2 separate regions of the Anas platyrhynchos genome follow, and region 1 is linked to region 2. Evidence: chromatin contacts called from public Hi-C data. All regions are on one chromosome and are shown on one strand. Each heading gives the region's core, a stretch centred on a gene start, on an enhancer-like site or on the middle of the called end of the contact. The rest is flanking DNA. Distances are from core to core; before and after follow the strand shown.

Evidence for each region. Hi-C and Micro-C count contacts between places; a contact is called where the count stands out from the background.
Region 1: a contact with region 2 is called in a Hi-C map of skeletal muscle, with 2.6 times the contacts expected there. The contact joins the promoter of PPRC1 here to the promoter of ARHGAP19 in region 2. A contact is called at or near these places in 2 of 8 Hi-C or Micro-C datasets (skeletal muscle and subcutaneous adipose tissue).

Annotation. Positions count from the first base shown.
Region 1 is chr6:27,072,791-27,076,770 of IASCAAS_PekinDuck_T2T, reverse strand. PPRC1 (PPARG related coactivator 1) reads left to right here and starts at 2,439. Exons shown (of 14, transcript XM_038181448.2): 1 at 2,439-2,633. The coding sequence starts at 2,472. It overlaps LDB1 (LIM domain binding 1), which reads right to left and starts at 85. Exons shown (of 11, transcript XM_038180815.2): 1 at 1-85.
Region 2 is chr6:26,897,190-26,901,352 of IASCAAS_PekinDuck_T2T, reverse strand. It overlaps ARHGAP19 (Rho GTPase activating protein 19), which reads right to left and starts at 1,486. Exons shown (of 12, transcript XM_038181002.2): 1 at 1,397-1,486. The coding sequence starts at 1,440. RRP12 (ribosomal RNA processing 12 homolog) reads right to left here. Exons shown (of 34, transcript XM_038180999.2): 34 at 4,049-4,163.

The DNA of each region.
Region 1 (3,980 bases), core at 1,190-3,689, 170 kb before region 2:
ACACACACACACACACACACACACACACACACACGGATAACAACGAGGGGGGGGGGCGCGCAGCCCCGCGCGGCCGCGGGCACGGCCACGGGCAGCGGGAGCGCGCGGGCGGGGCGGGGGCGGCGGCGGCGGAGCGGGAGCGGGGGCGGCTGCGCCGGCGGCGGGCGGGCGGGAGGGAGGGCGGGGGGCGCGGTGCGCATGCGCGGGGACACCCCCCCCCTCGGCCTTCCCCCCCCCCGCCCCGCCGCCGTCTCCTCCCTCCCGTCGTGGCGGGGCCGCGCCGCGCGCCCCCGGGGTGCTGCGCACGCGCGCGGGAGCGCGCCCACCCCCCCCACGGTGCTGTGAGGCGGGAGCCGCCATGTTGGGGGAGGGAGGGGAACTGAGGGGCTGGTGGCACAGTAGCCGGTCCCAAACGAGGCCCGACTGCCAAAAAAAGGGCCCCAGTGCTGCCAGTACTCAAAAAGACCCAAAAAGTGAGATTTGTGCCTTAATGTGGCCAGCCCCAAGTAGCCCAACAGCCCAGACCCAGACCCCAATGCACCCAGTTCCAAACACATCCCAACTACCAAGACCCAAACCCCAATGCAGCCAGACCCCAAACAGCCCAACAGCCCAGACCCCAATGCAGCCAGACCCCAAAGCAACCCAAAAACCACAACTCGTACCCCAGTATAGCCAGTCCCAAACACAGCCCTACAGCTGAGACCCAGACCCCAAAGCATCTGGTCCCACACACAACCCAACACCCAAGGCCTGTACCCCAACACAGCCAGCCCCAAACACAGCCCTACGGCCCAGACCCAGACCCCAACACAGCCAGTCCCCAAAAACAACCCCAAAAAACAAGGCCCATACAATACCAACAGTCCCAAACACAGCCCAACAGCCAAGACCTCTACTCCAACACACCTGGTCCCAAACACATCCCAACAACCAAGACCCAGACCCCAATGCAGCCAGACCCCAAAGCAACCCAAAAAACGAGACTTGTACCCCAGTATAGCCAGCCCCAAACAGCCCAGCCCCTGATGCAGCCAGACCCCAAAACAATCCCAAAAACAAGGAACCATACAACACCACCAGTCCCAAACACAACCCAGCAGCCAAGACCCAGACCCCAGAGACACCGGTCCCAAGCACAACCCAACACCCAAGACCCAGACCCCAACGCAGCCAGCCCCAAACACAGCCCAACAGCCCAGACCCAGACCCCAATTCACCTGGTCCCACACACAACCCTACACCCAAGACCCATACCCTAATTTAGCCGGCCCCAAACACAACCCAATAAATAAGACCCATACCCCAATGCAGCCAGTCCCAAACACAACCCAACACCCAAGACCCATACCCTAACTCAGCCAGCCCCAAACACAACCCAACACCCAAAACACATACCCCAACACAACCCACCCCAAACACAGCCCAACAAACTAGACTGGTACCCCAATACAGGCAACCCCAAACACAGCCCTACAGCCCAGACCCACACCCCATACAACTATGGGGTGGGTGCCATTCCCCAACGCAGCCCCAGGCCCTCAGTAGGGCCATGTGGGGGCAGCGGGTCCCCTGAGGACACAGCAGGGTGGGAGGGCCGGGGTCAGGCAGCCGCAGAGCAGCGGGCAGGAAGGAAGGAGGCTGGTGGGGTGTATGGGGAGCTGGAACCCGCTGCCCTACACAGCCCTCTGCAGGGACAGCAGGGCCACTAGGCAGGGACAACCCATCACAGCCCGGGTCACACCGTGCCCGGGCAGCAATGGGGGCAGAACAAGAGGGCAGCCCCCGGTCCCGGTCCCGGTCCCGGTCCCGGTCCCGGTCCCGGTCCCGGTCCCGGTCCCGGTCCCGGTCCCGGTCCCGGTCCCGGTCCCGGTCCCGGTCCCGGTCCCGGTCCCGGTCCCGGTCCCGGTCCCGGTCCCGGTCCCGGTCCCGGTCCCGGTCCCGGTCCCGGTCCCGGTCCCGGTCCCGGTCCCGGTCCCGGTCCCGGTCCCGGTCCCGGTCCCGGTCCCGGTCCCGGTCCCGGTCCCGGTCCCGGTCCCGGTCCCGGTCCCGGTCCCGGCGGCTCCGTGCACTCCCGCCCCCTGCCCACGTGTTGCCGCGCACCCGGCACCGCGGGAAAACGCGCGCCGGCCCCGCCCACCAGGGCGCTTCCCGCCACTGACGCCACCCGGCCCCGCCCACCACCCCCCCTCCTGCCTTTTGCCCGCTGCCAACATGGCGGCGAAGCCTCAGCTCCCGCCCTCTCCCAAGATGGCCGCCCCCCTCTCTGTCCGTGCCTCCTCGTCCCATCTCCCCCCTCTGTTTCCCTCCGCGCCGGCAGCGAAGGGGTGCTCTCCCAGCACGCCCCGCGCGGGGCCGGGAGGTTGGGGGGGGTGCTCCCCGCGCGGTGCCCGCTGGGAGTTGTAGTCCGCGGCCGGCGGCGATCACGTGGCGCGCCCGGCAGTGGCCGCGTTGGGAGCGGAGGCGCCAAGATGGCGGCGCGGCGGGGCGGAGCGGGGCCCGCCGGGGCCGGGGCCGGGACCGGGATCGGGGCCGGGATCGGGCCCGGGGGCCCGGCTGGGGCCGGGTCCCGGGGGCCGTGTCCCGGCGGCGCCCCCCGGCCGGCCCCGTTCCGCGCCGGCAGCCCCCTGCAGGTAGGAGGCGGCCGGGGAGCGCCCGTGACACGTGGAGGGCCGGGGCGGCTCCCGCCGGGGCGGCGGCGGCTCCACGTGGAGCGGGGGGAACGGGGGGAAACGGGGGGGAACGGGGGTGTCCTGCACCGGGGGGCGCTGGGCTGGGGGGTGCGGGGTGCCGGGGTGTCAGGGGATCGGGGGTTTTGGGGTCGGGTTGTGGCACAGCAGGGTTTGGGGTACGGAGGGGTTTTGGGGCCGGGGTGTGGGTTACCGGGATTTGGGGGGTTTTGGGAGCCCCTCGTGAGCTATCAGCACTTTAGGATATCAGGGTTTGGGGACCGGATTGTGGGATACCGGTGTTTTAGGATACCAGGATTTTTGGGACCAGCTTATGGGTTACCAGCACTTTAGGATATCAGGGTTTTTGGGGCCAGGTTGTGGGTTACCAGTGTTTTAGGATATCAGGATTTTGGGACCTGCTTATGGGGTTACCAGCATTTTAGGATATCAGGATTTTGGGACCCCCGTATGCAATACCAGCACTTTAGGATATCAGGGTTTTTGGGGCCAGGTTGTGGGTTACCAGCGTTTTAGGATATCAGGGTTTTGGGACCAGCTTATGGGGTTACCAGCATTTTAGGATATCAACTTTTTAGGGACCAGCTTACGGGCTACCAGCACTTTAGGATATCAGGACTCTGGGACCAGCTTATGGGCTACCAGGGTTTTAGGATATCAGGATTCGGGGACCACGTTATGGGGTTAACAGCACTTTAGGATATCAGGATCTTGGGACCAGCTTATGGGGTTGACAGCATTTTAGGATATCAGGATTTTGGGACCCCCGTATGCAATACCAGCACTTTAGGGTATCAGGATTTTAGGGACCACCTTATGGGCTGTCAGGATTTTAGGGTCCAGCTTACAGGCTACCACCACTTTAGCATATCAGCTTTCTGGGGGAAGCCACCCTCCTGTCACCACCCCACACCCTTTTGGCCGCGCTCCCTGGGCGAGGCGTGCGGCAGGTTTTTTGGGGCCGAGCGGCGGGATTTTGGGGCCGAGCGGCGCGGCGCTGCGTGACGCTTCCCCCAGGCAGCCGAGGAATCCTCCGAGCATCCTCCCCGCTGCCGGGGCCACCCCGCGCGGCTCTCCCCGCCTTGGCAGCTCGCGTGTCCTCGCTGACAGCCCCCGGGCTTTGCGTGGCTCTGTGGGGTCCCCGCTCACCCCACAAGGAGCTGGGATGGACGCGTGCACGTGGAGCCCTTGATTTGGGTGCTCGGGTAGCAGGGCAGCGGGTTAAACACCCCGTTGGCGTACCCAAATATCCTTTTGGGGTTGTGGGTGTCTTCTTGATGCCCCGCTGGT
Region 2 (4,163 bases), core at 237-2,736:
GGTTCCAGATGTGTAAAATCCCACAAGCTGGAGCGGCGACGAGGCTCACCTGGCTACGTGCCAGCCCTCCAGCAAGCCGCTGACATCTGGCCGGGGCTACGAGGCGCACAGAGAGGCAGGAGCTGCGCCAATAAACCAACTCCCCCAGCCCAGCAGAGCAGGAGCCTGCCAGGGGGGATTTGGGGCAGGCTAGGATGTCAAAAGCTGGATGCAGCCCGCTCCTCCACAGCTCGCAGGGCTGCAGAGTGCCCTTGTGGAAGCCCCAAGGCGTTCCAGCATCCTGTCTGAACTCCAGCTAAAACAAAACGGGAAACCAATGCTGGCTCCCCTGAGAACGCGCGGCCTCTGCAAAATCAGCGCTGCCACACTACCGCTCAAGAAGAAAGGATGTTTCTGGGCGGACTCCAAATTATTAGAGGTTTACAGGCCAAAAGCAAACATATTAGAAGTTTTTGTTAGCCAGCTGGCAGGCAATTATTTAAGCAGCTTATCGCATTCCCCGCTATCTGCGGTTTCTGAACAACAACAAAAAAAAATACGAGGGAACTCTAGATAGCTTTATGTGATTACCTAGCGCAGGGGTGAGAAAGGCCAAGAGCCAGGGAGCGAGGCTGGACCTGAGAAGTACAAGGAGAGGCTGGGACCCAGCAGACGTATGTGTGCCCATGGCCTCAGCGCTGCCCAGGCTCTACACCACGTTCCCAAGAGGAACATGACTTTGGTGCGATCACTGAGCACGAGCCATCGCTCCCACCCTGCCGTCTCCTTCCCGTCTGCCTGTGCCTCTGGTGAAAGCAGCACATGGCTGCCCTTTGGGACAAGGGATTCAGCTTCCAGCATCCCGGCCGCACCCAGGCACCTTTCAGCAGCGCTGGTGAAGCCCAGGGGCATTTCCATGTGCATGCGAATGTGCACACAGCGCCCAGGCGATGAGTGGGCTGGCGAGGAGACCCAGACGCTGCTCTGGGAGATGTGTGCACGCCGCTCTCCCCCTTCAGACAAACACACAACCGACTGAAGCACAGCAGAACAAGGATCCCGTTGTGCGAGCCCATCCCAGGCCCTGCATGGGAACAGGAGGGGGTGTCACACGCGAACATACACACATACAAACGCCTCGACGTTTGGCCATGAAGCCAGGCCTCCAGCGAGCACATCCCTGTCTGCAGCAGGACACAGAGGGCAATTGTCCCCTCTCAGGGCCTGTTTACGACGTGAGCCGTGCTCCAGCTGCTCGGGGACGCTGCCCAGGGGCTGGAAACCTCCCCCCTCAGCCACCTCCCCCCTCAGCCTCCCCTCAGCCACCTCCCCCCTCAGCCTCCCCCTCAGCCTCCCCCTCAGCCTCCCCCTCAGCCTCCCCCTCAGCCTCCCCCTCAGCCTCCCCCTCAGCCCCTACCTGCGGCCGCCCCTCCCGCCGGCTGCCGGCGCTCCCGCCGCCATTTCAGCTCATACCTGCCGCCCCGCCTCCCCATTGGCCCGCCGTGCCACCCGCGGGCCCGCCCCCTTCCTGGATCCCGCCCTGCCATTGGTTGCAGACAAAGGCGCCCCGCCGCCGTTGGTCGGTTCGAACGAGCACTGGGCCAACGAATGCGCGCGGCGGCGCAACGGATACCGCCCCCCCGCGCGCGGGGCACGCTGGGAGTTGTAGGCGAGAGGGAGGTGGAGGGGCGAGGAGGGTGAGGGCCATTTTGCCTGGGGCTGAGCATCCCCTGGGGCTGGGGGTGCGGGGGGAGCCCGCACGGCGCCAGGCAGGGGCCAGGAGGCTGCTTGCTGCCTGCAGGGCCGCCACCTGCCAGCCTGGGGCTGTGCGCAGAGCTGTGGTGGTAGCACTCAGTACCCACACACCAGGCAGCCCAAATTTTAGCATTCAGTATAAAAATGTACACGGCTGCCCTCCTAAGGGAGCTTTAAAACGTGGTTTATAAGCAAATTGTGCAGCAGGACCTGCCCCGGCCTGCAGAGACAACACGGTGCTGCAGAAGCACCCATAAACCCCAATGCCTACCCCCAAAAACCTCAGCTACTGTCTCTGCACTAACCTTTTATAACCTTTGTTCACCATTAAGGAGAAATACAAGGATGAGAAACAACAGACAAGCACTTTTCTTCCTCTTTTCCATTCTGCATGAAGCACCTGCCTTGCCCCTAGCCACAGTCCCCGTTCCCCTGCACACTCGGTACACACAGGTTTGCACGCAGCATACAGCAGCTTTTGGTTATGAAAAAAACACTTTTTAGGAACAGTAAGTGAAAGGGTAGATCAGAACGCTGAGGGGACTGGAAATTAATCTGACAGGTTTTTTTTAATTGACTAGATTTCAGCTGGAGTGGTCCCCTGGCATCTTAAACCTCCGCACTTAATTATCTCGCTGCCACTCATTTCGGCACAAACACCAAGTTCCTCTCATGCTACCGCCCCCAGGAGGGTTTCTCCCGTCCCTGCACCTCACTGTGTGCCAAATCTTCACACTGCGGAGGCCCAGGTGTGCCAGCAAGGAGCCCCAAGGGCACTGCGGTGTGCTCAGTGTGCGAGGGTCCAGCCCTGCAGGATGCAGGAGGGGACAGCCCCCAGGGCACATTTGTCCCTCACAGGGGGACGTGGCACCCCTCACCCTGCCCCACAGCAGGGCTGCCCTAGGGCTCCCCTGGGATGCAGCTCTGCTCCCTGCCAGGGGCAGCTGCTGCTGGGGAGGGGGCTTGAGTCCCAGCCAGCCCCCCCCGGGCAGGATGACGTCTCCTCTCCCAGGGTTTCTATTGCATTACATGATTAATTAGCTGATTAACAAGATGTTGTTGTGGAAGAATCTGTTCTCTGGACACCGGCTCAGGCAACACCATCCTCTGTGCTAATGAAACTCTTCTGTTCCACGCAGGCGTGCACTAATTTAAGCAACAACATGCAAATGAAGAACAATACAGTGAGTAATCTGGAGCTTTTAAATGAATTAGCTACAGCCTTCTCCAGGCTCTGTCTCCAAGGAGAGAAGAGAGCAGGAAGATAGATGGCTCCAGCGGGCCCAGAGCCACAGGGTACAGGTGCTGGCTGGCTTGGAAGGTGACCTCCATCTGTCCCACCATGTCCTGCCCTCAGGGGATGGAGGAGCCAGGCCTCCCCCTCAAGCTTTTAAAGGGATCATGAAACAACAAAAAGCAGAGAAGAGCCACAAAACTGGATTTGCAGCCTCCAGCAAGCAGCCTGCAGTAAGAGGCTGAACAAGCACAATCCGTTTAGCTTGTTAGGAGTCTGAAAAGCATTACAACTCCAGAACATAAGCTACCACAACATGAAATGACAAAAGACTAAAGGCTTCTTAACACAGAAGAGGAAAGGGAAGCCAGATCTGTTCACAAACGCGTGTTCTTTGCACCATGAGCCATGGGACCTGTACCCTCCAGCCACTGCCCTCACCTCCATTCTTTTCTTCAGCATGCTTTGGCCAAACCCCATCTTTTGGGCTCGGTGCAGAAGTAACTGAGTGAGAACTGATACTTAGGCCAACCTGAGATGTCTGGGGCAGCTGAAGGTTCGGGGTTATTGGTGCTGCTTGGGTGCAGGTGGTAGGGAGGTGGTGAGAGCGGGGGAAAGGCCCACACAGCTCTCACAGGTAAGACAAAGGGCCAGCCAGCGAGGTTAGCAGCAGCAGCAGCTTTTCAGACAATTAGAAGAAAAATGCAACAAACTCTTCCTGCCTTGCAAGCAGGCCTGGCTGAACTGATCAAAGCAGAGGCAGAAACCTGTGACAGCCAAAGAGCAGACACAGCGCCTGTGGCACAGAGCCCACAGCTGAGGGATGGCCCAGGAAAGTCACCCCGTGCTGAGTGATGGGGTTGTACAAGGACACGGGCTGCAGCAGAGAACTTCCCACCAGCTCTGGCTTCTCCTCCCAGCCAGCCCCCTCGCCGCTCTCCATGCCACAGCCTTGCTGCTGGCAGCCCCCAGCCCCACCGTGCTGGTGCCCTGCGGGGTGCCATCACCAGGACCAGCTGCACCGCAGGAGATGTGCTGAGGGCAGTGTTCACAGGAAGGAGAAGATAAATCAAGGCCGGGTGTGAACAAGGGGTGTTTATCAATACAGGGAGTTCATCACATTACTCGCTCTCACACACACACACAGCTGCACCAGGCAACCCAGCACTTTCCTCCAGGGCAGGGCTCAGGCCAT